2 separate regions of the Anas platyrhynchos genome follow, and region 2 is linked to region 1. The links are chromatin contacts, called in public Hi-C maps. All regions are on one chromosome and are shown on one strand. Each heading gives the region's core, a stretch centred on a gene start, on an enhancer-like site or on the middle of the called end of the contact. The rest is flanking DNA. Distances are from core to core; before and after follow the strand shown. Region 1 holds the start of SNRPF (small nuclear ribonucleoprotein polypeptide F). Region 2 has its middle 15 kb from the start of USP44.

Region 1 (6,160 bases), core at 299-2,798:
ATGGAGGGGGAGAAAAGCTATCTTGTTTCCTGATTGACCAAGTTACCCAGTCACCTATACCAGACGTAGTCATGCGTTGTGCTTTTGGTACTTCTTCCTACCCTACCACCACGCAACACCCAGGCAACAGCTGAAGCGATTACTGACACATGAATTCATGCACTGATTATGAAACTAGAAGTCAAGCACTCCCACTCTCTACTTTGACTTCAATACTGGTATCTGTGACCCTAAGAAACTCTTCTATTTGTTGGTGATTTTAATAACAACAGGGCTGGAATATTTACTCATCTATCAGAGGAACTGAGTGTATGAAAAACTGGAAGTAATCAGCCCTGCATTTCTTGATACACAGTTTTTCTAACACAAGTAGGTGATATTTGTGATCCAAATTGCTTCAATACCTAAAAATAAGTGTTGTTTACAGATAAAATACTGAAACTGCTACACTGTCATTCACAAATATACACGTTTATCTTTAACAATTGTCAGGAAAGTGCAAAACTGACTCCTACGGCATTATTTTATCCGAGACTCGCACTAAACTCATTGCACCCTGCTGACCCACTGTGAGTCCTGGTGTCAGAAAGCCTATTAGCTTAATTTTGATGTTGTGTCTGTTGCCCAGCCAATACATGAGGAAAACCACTTGGTTTAAATGACCAGAGAAACAAGCATCTGAGTGCATTTTTGACACTTGCTGGCTGAAAAGAATCGTAATTCCCACTCTACCCATCCATAAAAGTATCATAACAGTATCCTAGAAGTATGTAGAGCTGTAGACAGTTAGGATCTGGATAAGATAGGCTGAATCAACAGCACTACCACTCAGATTAATGCAGGTGATGATGGCTTTGCCTTCAACACTTGGGCACTAGTCATTTGGAAAGGCATGTGCACAAAAAAATGAATAGACCTATTAGGGAAATGTATTTACTGAATGTACATGATTTTCATGTTCAGCATTAAATAACAGACACAACAAATAGCAAACAGCACTAAGATTGCCTCATTTATTTGCCTGCCCAAGGTTAACAGCCACAAACGCCGGAGCAGCAGGGTGAGGTTTCAGGAACGTGAAGGGACTGACGCTCTCCACAGCCAAGGAAAAGTTGCGGCAACTCCTCCACCTGAGCCAAGCGCTCGCAGGGACAGTGCGCAGCCGCCCCCAGCCCCTCCCGCCCGCAGCCCGTGAGGCCGCAGGTGCGCACCCGAGTCCTGTACACGAACGGGAGCCCCCTGGCGGCGTCGCAGCCGCACGGAGGCGGAGCGGGGAGCACCGCTGAGGCGGCGACACCCGGCGGACGGGGCGCGAAGCCTCCGCCGGGCTCGCAGCGCCCGAGGGCTGCCCCGGGGCGGCCCCGGGGCAGCGTCGAGGAGGGGGGCGCGGAGACACCCGCCCGGCCCCGCCGCCTGCGCGAAATGGCGGCGCCCGCAGCGCTCTCGGCGCTAACTGCGGCGGCGGAGCGGCACGCGGCACCCGCTATTGGCTGCGGAGGGGCGGCGGGCGGCCGGCTCGGCCAATGGGGTGGAGCGCGCGGCCCGGCCGAGCCAATGGGAGGCCGCGCTTTTCCCCGCGGCGGGTGAGGGGTTAGAGGTCGGCGCGGCGCCCGGAAGGGGAAGCGGCCGCGGCGCCGCCTCCCATTCTCCCGCCGCTCCCGCGTGCGCCCCGCGCTGCTCGGGCCTCGCCGCGCGCCCGTTGCCATGGTGAGGGCGGGGGGGGGCGGGGGGCGGCCGTTAACGGTCGCTAACGGTCCCGGGGCGGGGAGGGGCGGGGGGGCCGCGGGCGGGCGGTGCTGACCGGCGGTGTCCCCGCAGAGCCTGCCCCTCAACCCCAAGCCGTTCCTGAACGGGCTGACGGGGAAGCCGGTGATGGTGAAGCTCAAGTGGGGGATGGAGTACAAGGGCTACCTCGTCTCCGTCGATGGCTACATGAACATGCAGGTGAGGGGCGCTTCGGGAGCGGGGCGGCCCCTCCCCGTCACTGGGGGCCGCGGGGTAGATCCGCTGGGCACGGCTCCTGCGCGGTAACTTTGCTGCTGGTTTCTTCCCAAGCTCGCCAACACAGAAGAATACATCGACGGGGCGCTGTCGGGACACCTGGGCGAGGTTTTGATAAGGTAATTGGGGTGCGTGTAGCGGGGGCAGCATCTTGCCAAACCTTTTCTTATTGTGTGTGTTAAAACTCGTAGTACCAGGTACCGTGTGTCTCATCTATTCTGAAGTGCAGAGTGCTACTGAAACGCACAAAGATTGTAATTTTTAAGCTGAGACCCCATCTGAGGCAGGAAAACAAAAGTATGCGTAAAGTATTTATGATCCCATCTTCAGGTAATTAAATACCTCCTGGGGTTACTGCAGATTTATTAATCTCTTGCCAGTAGTAGAGTATATTAGGGTACCTACTTCGCTGTTGCTGCTGAAAGCATTTTGCATACTCGCAAATTACAGCTATTGCCCATAACTGCAGACTCAAATGCAAATATTTCTTATACATCGTTATTTACTACTTCTACAAACTTTTTTTCCTATTTATAATGAACTTACTGGGAAAGCTGCATAAAGTCAACAGCATCAGTTTGTTAGGCAGGATTTGGCTGTTGCCAGGTCGCAGTGAAGTAGGAAAATGCTTAAAGCAGCGTATATGTGGGGAAAATTGAAATGCTTTCAGCTAAAGTAACTCTTGGTTCTATTTACAGGTGCAATAATGTTTTGTACATCAGAGGTGTGGAAGAAGAGGAAGAAGATGGAGAAATGAGAGAATAGGTGTTTTGTATATCTGGGAATAAACTTTTCTCTTTTTTTTTTTTATTTTCCACAACTTTTGTAATACGGTGTTTACGTGTTGTTGTTACTGTATTCTAACATGGGGGAAGTTAACCCTTTAAAAAGTCTCTAATCTTCCGTTGATGTCCAGAAAAAACAATGCTGGTGGAATAGGCAATGATGTCAACATAAAATGGAAAATTGTAGAATGAAATGCGAGTATTTTAAAAAAAAAAAGAAAGAAAGACAACACATACAAACAAAACCAAAAAACCCACAACCAAAAGTTTTTATTACTAAATATTACTAAATATTGTTAAAACAACACACTGCAAAATGGGACTGTATATACTCAGTCTCATACCTCCAAAAAAAATGAAAAGCCCTTTGTTATCATGCATCCAGGATACTAATGTTTTGGCAAGAACACAGTAACCAGTTTTCAAATGTTGAAAGCAAACACAGGTTAACTGAACCTGTTCCTTACCTGTCTGCACTTCCTGGTGAAAGGAGGCCACTGCTTTGCCAGTGCTGCCAGCACTGAGGGAGCTCAGAATCTACCTACAGGTGGCTGGCGGGGCATTCTGCAAACCAGAACCTAAGCAGCTAACTGGTGGGTACAAAGTGGGTGCAGGTCTCCCAGTACCTGGGTGAGGATCCTGTCCTTTGAGCAATGACATGTGAAAGAGTGGCAGACACAGCTGGATTTGGATATACTGATTATGTACATTGGGGGAAGAAAAAAGGCAGCTACTGCAGAGAAAAATTGCCCTGTTTCTTGTGATGGAAGTCACCCCTGTGGCTATGCACATGCTCCTCTAATATTTACAGCTGCAGGTTGCCAGAAGGAGTGAACAGCCACATTGGATGTACTTGTGAAGGGCTTTCATTATTCAGATCAGCTCCTCTTTGGCAGCCTGAAGGCTTACTTCACAATTCTTCTGAAGTATCTTACAGTCCCACTGGGAAAGGGAAATGAGCCATTTAAACTAAAACAAGCACTAGTACATGAATAAATCAGTGCTTTTAAATCAGCAATGGACTTAGGAAACCTCCAAACAAGTAGAGCAAAAGTGTTCGATGTGTTCTAGAATATTTTGAGTAGCAGTAAGGAGGGGCAAACCCATGTCTGGTTTATGATACAGCATGCGCAGTTTAACATACATGTAATTGAGAGCAGTGCGTTCTCCGTGTTCTCATTGATAATTACAGCAGGATCAGGATCAGAGGGGAAGATGCTTGGGCCTGTCATCGTAGCATCCAGCTGCTTCCTTGCCTGGAGTGGCCTGGCACTGACTGAAAACTGCTCCTCTGTATGTGGAGGAAGTGGGGCTGGAGGTGCGCTGGGTAAGGTGAGCACTGAATTCAGGTGGTGCCATCCTCACGACAGTCTTACAGCTTTTCAGAATAACTTTGGGAAGCCCTAGTGTATGCTGAACAAATTATGTATATGTGAATCAATGTGAATAGTTCCTCAGCTGAATAGAGAGAAACGTCTTGACTTGTGCTGCACGGCCAGCAGCCTAAGTCATCACCCTGAGGGTAGAGAATACGTTTTTGCCTTTTCAGAGAGAGCTAAAGCCTTCCTGTGATCCATAGCAAGCGTTCTTCCGCCCATTGCCCTCCTAAAGGGAGGGAGTTCTTCAACATAGCACAGCGATGCTTGTTGATGCTTGAGAAATATCACTGAAAAAATCTTCAAACAAGGAAGGTCCAGTAGCAGGTTAAAATGAGTAGAAAAGTTTTTTTTGTTTGTTTGTTTGTTTTTTTTTTTTTTTCCCAATAAAATCTCTGGCAGCAAAATAAATGGGAGAGCATTTTGCGTATGCTGTTCTGACCGCGGCAGACACTCCCTAACTTAAAAATGGGCTGTTGATAGTCCAGAACAGACATCCTATACCCATCAGCTGGAAAGTGGCCACATCTTTTCTGTTTGCTTTTGCAAGGGCTGCTGAGAAATGAATCAAAATGCTAAGACGTTCATGCATGACCACCATCAAAAAGAGAAGAAATCTCTTAATAACCTGATATTCCATTTACTTTTACATGTATCTTTTTTTTTTTTACCTATATTATTTCTACTATACTACTTTGCTTATTTTAGTGAAATGAGTTATTTTCTAACAAAAACTTGCAGACTCAAGAAACTTAAAATACCCAGAGATAACAACAAAACCATTATGAGCATAGGATATTATCCTTCAAGCTGATTTAAGAACACACACCTTTTCAGTAGGCCAAGACCCAAGGAACTGTCTTTCCATATGTTACTGTGAAAGGTTATATTCTTTTGATTGCTTTTATCAATATCTAAGCAATTTTGCAGAGAAAAAAACAAAAAAAAAACCAAAAAAAACCAAACAGACACTATATTTTAAAAATCTTTTCAAAAAGCACTTCCACTGTAACATTAAGGCAGTGATTTAAATGTACTACATTTATCGGACTCAGTTCCCTGGTAGATTCCTTGGGCACTCTACCTTCCCGTTTTTACTTCCAGTGAAGTCTGACATTAATGTCTTTATAATAGAGCCCAACTTATCGAATCTCTTCTATCAAATTCAAGAATTTCTTGAGGATGCAACCTAGAAACCACTTTGTCTCTCTGGGTAATACTTAAAAAAATGTATCAGACACAACACGTCATAAGCCACGGGCTTTGCAGTAGATTGACCTTGTTCTTCATTTTCTTGCCTATTAAAGAGAAGAATCCTCAACAGAAAACAAATACTATATACAATGTGTGCATACAAAACACTGAGTTTTCTGCAAGCAGAGCACAAGGCTGAGAATGAAAATACTTGCGAATACAAGGAAGGTGATTTTGCAGTACTTAAAAACTGCCATAAGACAGTGCAACGGGGAAGCAGTTCTCATTCTAAACCTCTTTATTTTCCTGCCATCCCACCACACAAGAGGTGAGCTATGTGCTGGGGTGTGCTTCAGCTCTGCTGCTTTTATGGGCAGGACTGAACCGGCAAGTGCCAGACCCCACCACAGCGTGCGGCACTGCATTCCTCACACCCCAGCTCTCACACCACCTCTGCTGCTGAAACATCATCCCATGCGGTGTCTTGCCCTTGCTATCACTCTCTTGAGAGGTTCCTCGTTAATTTCTGCTTTCATACAAACTGTGATACTGCCAGGGAAAGCCAAAATAAGCAGCAGGATCTCCTGGAAGAAGCACAGCACCACCTACCACCTCTCATGTCCACCTTTTGTATTCCTGGTGAGAGAGAATGCTCAGAAGGAAGACACAGATTATGGTGTGCAGGATTTGAGCCAACAAATCCATCTGTTTCTGCTATATAGGAGTATGTGTATGCACGGAAGTGTGTTTTAAGCATTAGACATCAAGCCCCTTTCTAAAAGATAATAGAGTGTCTGAAGATTG
Region 2 (5,733 bases), core at 2,701-5,200, 83 kb before region 1:
GAGCAGGGTTTTCAATCTTTTAATTTCATGGGGAAATGATACTGTCTTTCTGGTTAATCTTGGTTAATGTAAAAGTTGGTGTGAGTGAGAAGGCTGCACATCCCTGAGCGTCGGGGTGAGGCTGGGCCTGCACCAGGCCCGTAGCGGAGGAGAGGTTAGCCTGGAGCAAGGGCAAGCTGCAAGCAGCAGCTGCACTGCACTGAGTTGGCCTGTCTTGAATTTAGGGCTTATGTGTGGGGCTATGCTGCCTGCCCCGTGCTCTCTGTGCTTTGGGATAGGTTTGGAAAGGCTCCACTTGGAAACGGTTTCTGAGACGTGAGGTAACACCTTTCCTTTCAAGCGAGTGCTTGCGTGCTGCTTTGCTGGCTGCGTGTTTCCTTCCAGCCCGGGATGTTAGTGTCAAAAGTGTGAGACGTGGGTCACTGACACCAGGAAGAGAATGGAAACCAAGGAACAATGTCACGTATTTCACATTTTCAGTGATTTAAAAGCCTTGTTTGACTTTCTTTATGTGGAGCCCTTTCCCTGGAGAAGCAGGCAGGCCTGGACACCACCGAGGGCTGCCAGCCTCTCTGTCAAGGGGAAAGGGAGAGAGACACACATCATGCTGCCATGGGGGAGGAAAGCAGCTGGGGAAAGTCACAACACGGCCTGTACCTCTGCTACTGTGCCTGCAGGAGCCCCAGGGTGGCATTGGAGCTTTCGAAAGGCTCCCAGGGGCAATGTCCTGCTCAAACCTGCTGCTGGTTCTGGGGTGCCTTGTGGGGCTGGAGCCTGGACTGCACATCCCAAAGCCGAGGGCCTGGAAAGCAGAGGCTGAAATGTTACATTCCCTGCGCAAGCAGAGCAGAACCCATAAAAGCCCCCACGCTCGTTCAATCCATCATCCAAGATGGATAAAGGCAGTAAAACTGATGATTATCATCTCCACCTTGTGCACAGGAAAACAGACGGCTGGGGAAGAGAAACGACCGACTGCAGGTCCCTGTGGGTTGCACGGCAGCAGTGCACCAACCCATTTCCCTGGCCAAGGAATGAGCAAGAGAGCAGGAGCAGGTATCTGCTGGTGGGGACAGCTCTCGCAGCAGGGCACCCCCTCATTACAAAGGAGCCAGACCTTTATTTATTTTGCTTCCTTAGTGGTTTAATACTTGGAATTTTGGCTTCCTGGCAACTCAGTGGTTTCTTGTTTATAATCTTTCAAAGGAAGATGTTCTGCTGACATTTATGCAATGTAACTGTTTCTCATGCCAAATCCTTAGAAAAGTTTTAAATTGTTGTTTGGTGCTATAAATGCTCTCCTTCCTCGCTCCTTGCAGGACTGAAATGCATAAACCAGATGCTACTCCTGGTTTAGAAATCAAAAGCCTAAGGTATTGCTTTTCCAGACTGACTAATTAAATAAAAGCGGTCATGTCAAGACTTCATAACTCAGGCAAGGCAATGTACACTTACAGCCAGGAGCCAAATGGGACTGCAAAATATGTCAATGACTAAAATATGTGTTCACCTGCTCCACCTATCGCTATATATAAATCATCTGTGAGAGGGAATAACTCTTTCCAGAGGTTGTACTGCTGTGCGGTCGATAGATGTCCCTGCATCAGAGCAGAAGTTGTTGCTCTACATCAGTCTGTTGGTCTCTGGGAGGATGTAAATATATCTGTGCATTAAATAACCATGGCTCTGATGTGTTGGAAATGAAAGACAGGGTTTTCCTCCAGGTCACTGGTATCACAAGCAGCGCTGCCCCTATGGTCCTGGGTGTCTGAACATTTTGCTTGGGTCTGTATGCTACAGGCAAAGTCCTTGGCCCATTTCATAGTCACACACCTACAGAAGACCTAGGGCACTGTCCTAAAAGAAACAACTGGTGTCTTGAGCTGGTACCACTTTGGGCAAATTTTTTTTTGGCTTCTTTACAAAGTAAGCCCCAAATGAGCAAAAGAACTGCATTTTCCTGGGGCAGCCCTGAGCCAGGCCTTACTGACAAAGTGTCACTCGATTCACCAGTTACTTGCAGTCACACATACAGGCCACTTTCTTCTCTTTTTGATGTATTTATACACACATGAGCGCACCAGCCATAGATGCCTGGCTGTGACAAACAGCTGGCTACGTTGCGATCCTGCTGTCCTCTAGTGGGTGTGTTCAGAAAAGCCGGGAGATGCTGCAAGACTTCACCTCTGGTGGGAATGTTTCAAAGTCAAGAGTAACAGCCCTCAGACCCGAAGAACGTGAGGTGTGAGGATGCCACCACTGCAAGGCTCCATCTGTCCAGGCAGGCACCACAGCATGGACCATGAGGGCTTAGGTGATGGCAAAAGCATGGTCTGCAGTCTTCTCTCTACCATTTATTATGGTTCAGAGAGTGTTTCAAGTAAGGGATCACTTTTTAATTATTTTTAAGTGTTTGCACATTGAATGGACATTGAGCAGCCATAGATTCGACCAATTCCTCCCCTCTGCACTAAAATGGTGAAAAACTGCTTTGTATCGTCACCCTCCTCACTTGCAACCCCATCCCAGTCCCACGTGTGGGGGTGCAATGGGTGCCTGGGGAGGAGCAGCCAGGACCCAAGTGGGCTGAGCAGCTTTGTGGGGCTGGGCAGGAGGCTGCAGGCTGCCCTGGGGTTGCTAACACGTGCTGAGCTCTCTCACAGCCACAGGCTTATCTGCAGCCAGGTGAGACAGCCTCTAGGATCATCTCAGCGGCCAGCAATGTTGCTGCCCTGGTTTGCTGGGGCTTTCTACAGCAGGGGAGAGTTTGTCCACAGCTTCAGCAAAGCTTCATCAGCAGCTGTCCCTGGGCTTTGAGAAAGTCCCGCAGAGTTTGGAGACCATCAGCCACATTCTTCCTAAATGAGAGATGCACTTTTGTGGTCAGGCCTTCTCCGACGTTCAGTAATTGTTCAGTAATTTTTAAGACAAGAGTTTTCAACAACCAAGCTTGCAAAACATTTGAAAATAATAAAAATAAAATAAAATAAAAAATAATAATAAAAAAGAAAGCTACAGTTTAACATTCTGCCATAAGAGGGCAGCCTGAGATAACCGCACAATAAGTTATCTTGTGCAGACAATTTTTTATTTAAAAAAAAAAATAATAAAATTATTTATCTCAAAACAAAGCCTTAACTTTAACTTTAGAGGGATTTTTTTTTTTTTTTTTTTTGTAATTGGTTGCATAGAATGATTGTGAAAGGGGAGCATTTACAGTAAATACAATGAGTTCCTCCTTTCCTGGAAGAGAAATAAAGTGATGTCTGAGTCTTGAACTCAGGAGTCAGAGGGAAGAGACTCAAGTTTGTACAGTCATATTCTCATACTAGGAACATGGGGCTGGAATTGTCTCTTCACAGGAAAATTATGTGGTCTACTGTGGTACTTCAGAGAAATGTTTGTAAGGATCTCTCAGGTCTTGCTCCCTGGCAAGGAGGCTGAGTCCTGCCAAAAGCAGGCTGGCAACCACTAGCCTGCTAGTCCCTGCTGAGTTTTTCCCAGTGCACATAATCTCTGATGTCGGAAAAGAAAAACTCAGCCTGGTGCAGGACTTTGAAAGGCTGCCTGCTGCTAGGCTGAGTGCTGGGGTCTGGAAGAGAAAATCTCATCCTCCTTAAGTCCAGACTTGTTTTCCTGTGGAGCTGGGCAAGGCACTTGCCCCCCCTAAGCATAAGCCCCTGATAAATGGATGCTGGATACTTCCCACAGCGTCGTTCACTGGCTACCTCTTGCAGAGCTCCTTAAATTGATGATGCCGCTCTTTCAGTCAGATACATAATACAATTCAGCCCTTGGTTGCCATTCTTGCCCAATTCCCTGGCACAAAATGTAGGTAAATCCAAGAGAAAAGATTAGAGCTGTGGAAGCTGCTGCCTCCCGAGGTGTTGCTGAGGGACTGGTGGGGCAGCCAGCAGAGAGCACAACCCTGAAGCTGGCTTCAGCAACCCTGAGCTTCAGCTCCAGAGCTGTGAGTCCTGGTGTGATATCACATCTTCCTCTCTCCGTTGCTTGAGCATTCTGGTGGCTCAGCCCAAACCCAAAACTTTCAGAGGCAAAAACATCCTTTCTCTATGCTCTTTATCAAATACAGGGTACATTTCATGCTTTTGTTAGCTCAAACAAATACATTTGTTTCATAGCACAGCTTAGGGGCAGCTGTTCATTCAATAAAAAATGAAGAGAGAGCAAATGTTGTTGTGTCCCAGTATCACCCTGAAGGATAAAAATAATCCTTCTCAGCCTCTTCTGAAAGAAGAACAACTGAGGGAGACAACTCTAGAGCCAGCTGGTGACTGATACTGGAGCACAGGAGCAGGTTCAATGTTCAAATCACAGTAGCACCCAAGGGCAGGAAACCAAAGCTTTGGCTTCCAGCTCCAGGATATGAATTGATCTCATAGAAATCAAAGAGCTGTGTCCTCTGGGCTGTGCTATAAAAGACCATCAGGCTGGGAAAGCTGCAATAGCTCCTTGTGATGTTATTGAACCTACTGAGCAAGGAAGTTTGAGCACGCACTGGGCGAGTTTGACCACTGATGTTGGAGAACAGTACCTGTGCACCTAAAACACCGTAGAACCACTTTGGATACAATTTAGGTTTTAAGAAAATAAAGCTCTGGTGAATCTGACACAATCACTGCAACCTTAGGTGTGTGTTTGCTAGATAAGTGCTACTGCATAAATTAATGATGTCCTTTAGCCAGGACAGTGAAATCTGGCAGTTTAAGTTGCTGATTCTGGATTTGTCCTGTCTTACAAATATTTGACGATGAACCTCTGGGCTGTATGTGTTCCCCCAGCTGCTCAGGCATGGAAGTATGTGAAGCCTGATGGTGTTTCCTGCACAGGGTATGCCTGCCTGGTGAGTGCTCTGCTCCCGGTGCTCACCCTGTACATCAGCATCGTCTGCAGAGTCCAGCAGTCCCTCTCTTGCAGTGACATGATGTAAAACCTCTCTTCCGTTAACATGCCCTTAGATTTTCCTTGTCTTGGACTCAGCCTCTCCACTCTAGTTCAACCTGGAGCTAACTTTGAGGCAGGATTTTAGTAAGAAACAGGCAGGGTTATAGACAGATAGAGCTGGGCTCTGCCATAGTTTTCTGACACAAAATTAGCTTAGATTTGGTTTTGGTAGTTCCAGTTAAAGTGTGTTTTTGTTGTTGTTGTTGTTGTTGTTTTTGTTCTTTTTTTTTTTTTTTTTTTTTTTATAGAACAGAAACAAACAAAATCAATATTCTCTCCTTAAGTCTACTTTTACTATCACATATAATGTAATAACATAAATTATTAAAGATAAAGCACCAGATATGCAGAAATAGCTGCCTGTGGGAGGAGGGAATCAAAAATGTCATAGCCTCTTCTGACACTAATACTGAAAAATACTCTACATGGATTTCAAAATTTTGGGGAGGGTAGGAGAAAATGCTATTTCACCCCCATGCCATCAGCATTGGTATTTTGTCTAATATGACACCCCCCCCCAAAAAAAAAAAAAAAGTTAAAAAAAGGTGCAATTCTTTTATTTTGAGTTCAAAGACACAACATGAAAATTTAATAAAATTATTGGGAAAATCTGACGTCAGTCAAATATGTACTGAGTCTTACTGTAATTTTTACTCTTGTTAAATACAGTTAAGGTTTAGCCAATAGTTAGAAATAGAGGTGATCTTGCTTTTGATGAGCAAAAGAAAATCTTTAATGACAGTGATTCTTTGTCATCTCTGTCTGCCA

What was found. A called contact is a pair of places that touch in the nucleus more often than the background predicts.
Region 2: a Hi-C map of F5 follicle shows a contact between it and region 1, with 2.6 times the contacts expected there. The contact joins the enhancer-like site here to the promoter of SNRPF in region 1. A contact is called at or near these places in 6 of 8 Hi-C or Micro-C datasets (F1 follicle, F5 follicle, liver and 2 more).

What each region holds. Positions count from the first base shown.
Region 1 is chr1:46,675,638-46,681,797 of IASCAAS_PekinDuck_T2T, reverse strand. It overlaps SNRPF (small nuclear ribonucleoprotein polypeptide F), which reads left to right and starts at 1,548. Exons shown (of 4, transcript XM_027452307.3): 1 at 1,548-1,707; 2 at 1,819-1,944; 3 at 2,056-2,120; 4 at 2,700-2,830. The coding sequence starts at 1,705. The coding sequence ends at 2,766.
Region 2 is chr1:46,761,883-46,767,615 of IASCAAS_PekinDuck_T2T, reverse strand. No RefSeq gene overlaps it. Among named protein-coding and RNA genes, the nearest start is that of USP44, 15 kb to the left of the region's middle. Within about 2 kb of position 3,950, at least 2 of the 8 cell types and tissues checked have an H3K27ac peak or open chromatin away from gene starts, as enhancers often do. A contact at or near this core is called in F1 follicle, where this site is marked.